Linked DNA regions of Culex pipiens: region 1 is linked to region 2. Evidence: chromatin contacts called from public Hi-C data. All regions are on one chromosome and are shown on one strand. The core of a region is the stretch at or near the end of the contact, and the rest is flanking DNA. Distances in the headings are between cores, read along the strand shown. Region 1 holds the start of LOC120413125 (protein drumstick). Region 2 holds the start of LOC120429041 (protein odd-skipped).

What was found. A called contact is a pair of places that touch in the nucleus more often than the background predicts.
Region 1: a Hi-C map of embryo shows a contact between it and region 2, with 7 times the contacts expected there. The contact joins the promoter of LOC120413125 here to the promoter of LOC120429041 in region 2. A contact is called at or near these places in 3 of 3 Hi-C or Micro-C datasets (embryo, whole body and whole pupa).

What each region holds. Positions count from the first base shown.
Region 1 is chr2:99,759,189-99,763,968 of TS_CPP_V2, forward strand. LOC120413125 (protein drumstick) reads right to left here and starts at 3,029. Exons shown (of 4, transcript XM_039573831.2): 1 at 1,670-3,029.
Region 2 is chr2:99,426,303-99,431,000 of TS_CPP_V2, forward strand. It overlaps LOC120429041 (protein odd-skipped), which reads left to right and starts at 1,646. Exons shown (of 2, transcript XM_039594179.2): 1 at 1,646-2,175; 2 at 2,279-4,274. The coding sequence starts at 2,097. The coding sequence ends at 3,510.

The DNA.
Region 1 (4,780 bases), core at 1,779-4,278, 330 kb after region 2:
GCTCGAGATGGGCGATAGAACTATTCTCTCGAGGTTCATTTGCAAAAAAAGTTCATTCGTCAAACAAAAAACCAAAAGTGTCGACAACGGGAATCGAACCAGAGACCTTTAACAAACCAATCTAATGACTTAGCTGCCTCGGCCACCACAGCTTGGTGACCAAGGAGAAGTCAGAAGTCGATGTATGACACTTGTTGGAGATTTATTGATTCAACTAACGAATGAACTCATTTGTTATGATGGTGTGAGTTGGTACCATTATTCTATCGATTTTGGCACTGAGCCCTCAATAAATTTTGAGAGAACGATTATCTCGATTCTGAATTTTGGGTGTACGACCATTCAATCAACTTTTAAGGATTGACAATTATCCAGACCTGAATTCTACATATTTATCGCAATATCTGTTTTCTGGAAGATTTATAATACAGTGGACTCTCTGGCTGTCGATCTTCTAGATATCAATATTGCTCCAGCTGTCAATACATTTTTCAGTCCCTTCAAATAGATTGCTTTGATTTTTCGTTCTATAATTTGATAACTCCCGCTCTCGACGGTCCCTTCAATATCGACAACGAGAGAGTCCACTGTATTTTCAATTTCAATTTGTTCACTGAAATAAAAAAAAAGTACCAAATTCCTAAATTATAGGAATTTTTCCTCCTTTTCTTATAAAGAAATCCAAAAAACCCAATTACTAAATAAGGAAAGGAGCCAATGTTCCTAGAATTTAGGAATTTGGTCCTTTTTTTATTTCAGTGTTGAAATGTAAATGTCAGAAAGCACAATACAAATTACTTTTTGAAACATTTCCATTAAAACAAATTGAAATGAGCAGGCATGTTTCATTTAACAATATTTCTTACTTTAAATTGTGTTGCATTATTCATTCCGCTCTTCATTCGCATCCAATCAAAAACCTTTCTCCCCACCCCAAACAAAAGCCCGGTAGCCATTTCTTTCTCCCAATCAACCTTTCAAAACGCTCATTCTCACACACACACACGCCCGGGCTCCCGTTTCGACCAATCCGCGCCTTCGCCCGGCAAACGCGAATAACAAAAAACGGTAGCAAAAGAGAAAAGGAGCCCGCGAGAGAAAGAGCAAAACGTGGCTACTGTGCACACATGCGCGCGCGTAACACCGGTAGCCGGCCATCAACGATCGGAGGGGGCTTCTGTGTGCGTGCGTGCGCGGCGTCTAATTATGAAAACGGGTTTCCGCCGCCACTCGGGGGTTCGAGACCCGGTCAAAGCGTAAACGGACAAAAAAGGGCGGCGCAAAAACCGGTAGCCACGCGCCCTTCGCCAAAATTTGACGTTTTCGGTGAAACGACCCAGTTGAGTGAGTGTCAATTTGAAAGCGCCGACGGCGCTTCGATTTTGCAGCCGCCGGTGCCGTCGGCAATGTTCGGACCGCGTCGGAGTTGGGACCCCCGAGGGAAAATGTGAGTGTGTTGGTGACCCGAGCGCGCACGGTAGCCGAGGTTTGGTGGAACAGAAGCAGATAAAAAGTAGGCGGTGTAAAGACCGGTAGCGCTCGCGGCACTGCTGCGCAGCAGTTGGTTACCGAATCGGCAAGATGTCGGACGCCTGCTACGATCGGGGGTCGTTTCACCGAAACGTGGTTTTGCAAAAGGTTGTGAGTTTGCGAAATTGTTCAAACTTACCAGGATTGTTGACGTTTGATTACAGGATCCGTTGCGCATCGATGACTCTCGCTCGTCGAAACACCTTTCCAGCTGAACACTCTGGATGGAACTCTTCCTGTGTATCACAATCGCTTCACCTTCGACACCAGGTATCATTGAAGTCACTTTATCGAATGAGAAACCATTCAAAATCACTTATTTTCTCGCAGGGATTATTCCTTAGAACGGTTCCGTTGACGGTACAGCACATCCACCGGAGAAAGCGACTATTCCCGAACTGCTCCCGAACTCCAGCGCGGTCCGCGAAGCTGTGAGAGTTAATAATATCGCCGATGTAATATAACTTCCGAACGCTTCTGTGCGTATCGCTATTATGACGCTAAATTGATCTTCCTGAGCACTTGAAGGTAGACGACGACGGGGTCGACGACGAACTTCGGTTGATTCGGCTGCAGTGGCGCGCGCAGATGAAGATGATGAGACGAACTCTCCAAGAGCAATAGCCAGGCAGGCAGGCAGGCACAGGCAACACACGGCAGCAATAATACACACCGAAATAAGCAGCACAACGGCGCGCGGCGCGAGAGACGGCCCCGGAGACCGAACGCTACAGGCTACGGGCAGGAGGTTGCGCGCAAGAGCGACGAAACTGCCGACGACGACAACGACGACGACGACGGAGAGTCAATCGGGTAACCCGAAAAGTTTAAAAGTTATGATCGGAGAATACCGTATAGGAAGAGGTGGCCAACGCGGCTACCAAAAAACGGCCTGTTTAGTACGCTGGACTTGGAACGAGTGTTGCGAGCGTTTGCTAGTAACAGAAGTCAAAAGACTTTCTGGCATAGTAGCTGCGAACTGGAAACTGCAGACATCTACTGTACTTAACCGCGATACACGAAACCGAGCGTGCGAGAGAGCGAGCGAGACAGCCTAATCTCCCATCCCACCAGCGAGAACGAGACAGCCTACACCAAAAGAGAAAACCTACACTAGTAGCTACTTTATTGATGCCCCCCGTAGCACCGTAGACCCCGTACAGTGCGTACATTAAATCTCCTTCTATATAATACACGACGACGACGACGACGAAGCTGTTGCTGCTGCTGCCGCTAGCAGGGTTGTTGACGGGGTTTGACTCTCTCCGTCCCGCCGCCGTCCCACTACCACATCACCCTCCGGGAACCCCTGAATATATGTACCATCAAATTCGAGGCTGCCGATGTTGCTTCTGAGTTGAATCTCTTGACGGCCCGAGCAAGGGAGTGAGAAGTCCGCAGCGCGAGAGATAGAGAGAGAGAGAGAGCTGAATGTTCCGTTTCGTTCGCGCAAACCGCAATCCGTGTTGCGCCCCGCGATCCCCGACCGCGCGCCGGCTGATTCACGCTTCGGTACGGCTTGAAGCTTGAGTCCTACACTGAAAGAATCTAACACAGCAAAATCAAATGCTTTTTCACGTGAGCTGCTCCAAAAATCAACACGTTAAATTCACATGATTTTCCTTTGATCCACACATGCTCTGCCTGCCAGATAGATGCGAAAATCATTTAAAGCCAGCTGATCGCTAACAAAAAATCCTTCACTCTTTTTTCGCATGGTGTTAACGGCAGATTCAAATGAATTTCACTTTGATTTGCCCCATTTGACTTTTCCTGCGATTGCGAAGTGAAAATCACGTGAGATTCAAATGCATTGGTTTTGAATTGCGTGTGGCGAAAAAAAACTTCATTAGTAAGATGGCCACGGACGATGATGGTCAAAACTTTACTTCTTGCCGATTTTCTATACAAGTTTTCTGATTTTTAAAGATTCAATAAGTTTTTGGTAAGTACAACATAGAAGACTTAGTGAAGGTTCAGAAATTTTGATTTTATTTAAAAGTTTCACCTATTTGGGTTGTTTCAGGAAATCAAGTTCCAGCTTGTGGTCGGCTTTGGAATCCACACCTGATGCGGTGGTCCGGAAGATCCGCTCAAATATCATCCGGCAGTGCTGTGGCGAACAATTATCGACGACAAACACTTAATTTCGGCGGTGCTTTCCGACGTTCGCCAGGAAGTGCCCTCAAGTCCTCCGGATCCAGCGCGGAAACGGAATCGCAATCATACTTTCCGACGCTGCGCAAGAAGGATCAGTGAAGAAAACTTTATTTATTGTATGTGTTTTTACTATTTTAAAAAAATATACTATTTTGGCAATAAACTTTATTTATGCTTGCACAATGAAATAATTCAATTAAATAATGAAGAAAATACTAAATATTTAACACACATGAATTCCAATGGAAATCCATGTGAATCGCACTACAAATTCATTGCATATTCATGTGAGATTTCACGTCAAATTAACGTGTTTTTCATTTGGAATGTCAGGGTCGCTCCATGATTTGATTCAAGTGATTTGCTCATGAAATTCACATGCTAAGCCGTATGGGGCAGATTCACGTGTAAAACATGTGATATTGCTGTGTGCCTTTCTTTCAGTGTACGCGACGATGCGAAGTGTTGCCAGAGATGGGGTTGGAGAAATGTTATTAAAAATCGAACATTTATTAGAATAGAAGAAGAGTTTAAACAAGCGATTTTTTATGAAAGCAGATAAAAATCAAAATACGAGCGCAACTAAAGGATGCGCAAGAGATCTGCCGAGAAACACTGCAGACTGGAATCCGCAAGGACATCGGGGCAAACGAAAAGGCTCATGTTGGAGAAGCCTTCAACTATTCAAGCAATTCGAATTTCAGCCAATTTGTTCAGTTTTTTGCTTCAGATATCAAATGTAATTGCCAATGTGAGTGACTGTGTCAGTTCTAGTAATTGCTTAGGAGTATAAAAATACTGAAAGTTTGAAAAGTTCAAGTAGTTGTATTAAAATCTGCAAAAGTTTCCAAGCCTTATGGCATTTTCTTAATTCTAATATTCGATGGTTTGGAAATAAGGCTTTGCAAAGATTCCATGGTAATTAAATAGATACTTATTGTGTCAGGGAGTTGTTTGGATGATGTCTGAGATTTATGCTTGAAAATTAGCAATTCCTCTTTTTTATCACCAAACCTAGAAACGTTCGATGAAACATGCCATAGGAGTAAATTGGACATACCTTGTGGGGTAAAAAAGGGAATATCTGAAT
Region 2 (4,698 bases), core at 396-2,895:
TACTGAGGGAAAACAGTTACAAAATAACCTTCGAGATAGATATTGTTAGTTTGAATTTGCTAAAAACTTGAATAAAAATATCAAAACAAAAACAAAACAAAAAGTAAACAATTCATACTACAATTTACCAATTATAAGTATATTTTGGGGGCCAATAGTTGAACTTCTTAGTACTCAAATTTGTGGTCTGATGATTTGATTAGCAATGTTATTTATGGTGATGATAAGATGCTCATTTCTTCATTACAGAATGAAAGAAAAAGTAAGTAATTTCATAACGGAATGCATTTTTCGCATTTGTTATTTGCAGGTTGGAAAATTGGCTTTCTTAGGAATTAATTAAATATTATATTATTTTTAAATATAATAAAAATGTTTATCTGTAACAAATCTATAGTTTTTTGTGTTAACGGTCCTGTAAACAGTATAGGACTTATAGGACCTTTTCAAAATAAAACTTTAGAAACGTTAATGAATATTTAGAAGAGACAAGGTATTTTTAGTATTTTTGGTAATGCATTCTGCTAACACGCATATTTTAACCATAAATGTTTGCTGCTTTTTAGTATAAATTATTGTCAAAAACAATAGTTGTGCAAGTTGCAGTTGTAAAAAGAATATTGAGAATCCACAGTTAATATATTACAGAATATAAGGACTAAGGTAGAATAAGAGCTTTATTGATTTTGAATGGTAGTGAAGTTGATGTTTTTTTAAACAAAGGTTTTTTTAATGCTTTGAATGCAAAATCATCATTAAGTCAATTTATTCTTGTAAAAAATCAATTAACTTATCAAACAGGTACAAAACGAACCCTCAATCAATTCCCAGTAGCCGCCCGGGGCCAAAAGTCAGTCAGCTATTATTGGCAGACTTTCCACATATATTTTTTTTCTCCTCCAAACTTTGCTACAGCTTAATTCAATAAACGATTACATCCCTTTGTTCCCGGGACATTTTTTATTCCATTTTATTTCCCAACCCCCGATCTCATCCGGGCAGGGTTGTAAAAACGAGTCCCCTGTCCAGGACGAACCTCGCTCTTCTCTCGTGTGGAGGAGCGCGCGCGCCACGTGTGTGCCCTCACCGTACCTGTCTGCTTATTCGTACGTACGTGTGTGTGAGTGACAATAAAAAAAATGTTAAAATACAGAAGAAGTACGGCAGCACCGGCAGCTCCTGCCGCCGAGAAGCTGCCGAACGGAGGATCTGCTGCTGCAACAGGAGTAGCACTGTACCACTACCAGCGCGCAAGTGACAAAAGGGCCAAGTTAGGGCACGAGAGAGAGTGAGAGTGACGGGCGTCGAGCGTCCCTTTCCGTCGGCCGCCGTGCGCGGCGCAAGCAATCTATGCACAATGACGTTGCTGGGCTGTATTGTGAGAGTCTCTTTTGTCAGCCGACGGCGACACTGAAAGGGAACCCGGCCATTGGACGGTCAACGGTGGGCGTCAACGTTTATCCCCACCACTACCACTACTGCCAGTGCAAGCCTTCTCGCTCGCACTCGCGCAATGCCGGGCGCGCTCTCTTTCTCGCACACTCTCTCACGCACCCGAGCCCTCTCTTGCTCTCCATGCACAGAAGTGACTTCCCTGGAAGTTTCGTTAGTAGCAAATCAGTTTGTACCGACAACTTGTTGTCTAAACATCTAGTTTCGTAGCTCTATGCCAAAAAAGTAGAAGTGTAGAGAGTCCGTCGTGAAACGAACGTGTTTTTTTTTGGCTGGACGTCGTTGCACCACATAAATACATCGATACAGTGTGTACGGTTGTGAGCGTGTTTATCGTCTATATACACATAGCTGGAGATCGTCGTCGTCGTCGTATGGGACGAAAAGGATAACGTGCAAAGGATATCGCAGCAGCAGTTTTAGTTATGTTACAGCTTCGGAACAGTGAGCAGTGCTTCCGTTGATTGAGTGTGCGAGCTACATCGGCTGTAATAAAACAAGAATACAAAAATAATAGCAACGAACTTGAGGTTATCAGTGACTGTCCGACTTGGCTAGAGTGATAGTGAATGAAGTCTCATTTGGAGTAGCAGCAGCAGCAGCAGTGCCATCGTGAAACGTGTTTTTTTCAAAACCTAGCAGAGATGTCTCTCAACTCGTCCGCATCGACTTCGTCGTCCTGCAGTGATATCAGCATCGAAGAGTTGAAAGCAAGATCACCAGGTAAGGATCGATCCAGTGTTGAAACTTGAGCCGTTTCAGTCGTGCAATCCGCAATGTTCTCGGAGTCTAATTGAGCGTTTTCCCCCTCTCTTTCCTTCCTCAGATTTCCCCCCAGAGCTTCTGGCCGTCATCAAGCAGGAGCCCCGCTCGGCGGTATCGCCGATCCTAACCCCGCCACACACTCCCACCGAAGAGAGCAGTATTAACACAACGCCGGCCGTGATCACATCGCGTCACCAGTACCAGTACGAGATGGAACAGGCAAACCGGTCTCCACCGGCGGCTCAGCACATGCCACCACAGCATGCTCCCCACCACCAGGAGGGCTTCTTCCCCCAGCAGCAGCAGCAGCCTCAGTCAGCAGCCCCAGCCGTCGCTTCGATGGAGGCCTTCCTCTACCATCAACAACAACAACAGCAGCAACAACAACACCACAACCACCATAGCCAGCAGCAGGTTCAGCAGCAGCAGCACCGCCTCTGGCTCCAAACCCAGGCAGCGGCCGCAGCTCAGCAACACCTCCAGCAAACCGGTTATCCGCTGCCGGCTTACGGCCAACTCCCCGCCGTTGCCGCCCACCACCCCCACGCCCTCATGCAGCAGTGGATCCGCAACGCCGCCATCCACCGACTCCACTTCCAGCACCAGGGAGCTTACCCGACGGAACTTGCCGCCCGACTCCCAGGCCTCGGTCGCCCTGGCCCAATCAAACCCACCGGTCACGGCAGCTCCCGCCCAAAGAAGCAGTTCATCTGCAAGTACTGCAACCGGCACTTCACCAAGTCCTACAACCTGCTCATCCACGAGCGCACCCACACCGACGAGCGGCCCTACTCGTGTGACATCTGCGGCAAGTCGTTCCGCCGGCAGGACCATCTCCGCGACCACCGTTACATCCACTCCAAAGAGAAGCCCTTCAAGTGTTCCGACTGCGGCAAGGGATTCTGCCAGTCGCGCACCCTGGCCGTTCACAAGATCACCCACCTCGAGGAAGCGCCCCACAAGTGCAACATCTGCAACCGGACCTTCAACCAGCGCGCCAACCTCAAAACCCACATGCAAAGCCACGCCATCTCCGAGGTCACCCCCAACGGCCCCGTTCTGGACCTCTCGCAAAAATCAAGCCCCTCCACCCCGGAAAAGGACATCATCGTCGACGAGGACTTTGACGACGAAGAGGACGAGGACGATCTGCAGCAGCAGCATCACCATCATCTGGGACAGCACCACCACCACCACCACAACCTGCACCCCCAGAGCTACGGCACCGAACCGTCCACCCTGCCCGCCAAAAAGTCCCTCGGATTCTCCATCGATGAGATCATGAAGCGGTAATTTGACACCCGTCCGTCACCGCCCTCAACACGAGATGTTCCTTAGTCAGTCGGAGAGAAATTAGTTGAGTCTAATTTTGTTGATTTTGTATTCGTTTTTCTTTATTACAAAGATTTTATTAATCGGTATTGTTAACGCAAAACAAGAGAGAGAGAGAAGCGAAAGGGAGAGAGGTAGGCCCCACCAAACGATAGCCCAAAGCATAGGCTCAGATGATAGGCGTAAAGGGAGCGAGAGAAAAAAAAAAGTTTCGTTTATGACCTAGAAAAAGACAGCCAAAGAGAGAAGAGTAATAGGTTGGTTTTTTTTGTTCACTCACCCCGCTTGTCAGAGAGAAATAAGTTGCTAGCGAATTAGTAAACATTTTCAATTGCAAAGAGCGAATGGGAGGTAGAAAGCTTTTCTTTAAAGACTGATATTGCTTTTATTTATGAATGCGCATTTTTTTTAAGTTAGTACACACACACAACACAATCAAAGCTACTTAAGGCCACACACAGTTTTTTGCTAACCAAAAACCCGTTGATTGTGACGAAAAGAAAGCGAAGCGGAAGAAGAAACTGGAAAGTATTGTAAACTGATCTCAGCCAAAAACCAGCATTAGTTGTTAGGAAGGAAAAATCACACACACCTTTGTAAATAATTTATTCTAGTACTTTTAAGTAAGAGGAATATATATTTTATGTTGTACGTTTAAGTCCCGTCAAGACGTAAATTATTACTTTAATAAATATCCAAATAATAAAATATAGCGAAAATCAAACATTAAACATTGTCTTTTACTTGTTCTTTTTTCCATATTTTTATTCAAAAATAATCCGTCCCCAAATTGAAAAAATACTTTATGCTATTTTATCTGATTGATTTTTTCTAGAATTCAAAGATAATAATAGTCTAAAAAAAGTAACTATTCATTCGTTAATTCTTCGAATAAACCTAGCATGATAACATCACGGCTGAAAGTATACATTTGGGGGTAAAATATTCACTACCATGTTGACTGGGGAGGCCGTTGCCTACTTCGAGGAGTTTATTTTTGCCTAAAGGTAGGCATTGTATGTAACAAAACTAAACCAATCTAGAGTCACGTTTGCATCAATTATTGTAGTTGAAAGTAACACCTTTCGACTGGTCTTACTAAAATTCCGAGACTACTCCTAGCGGCTGACATCAATCGTCGTATCAAAA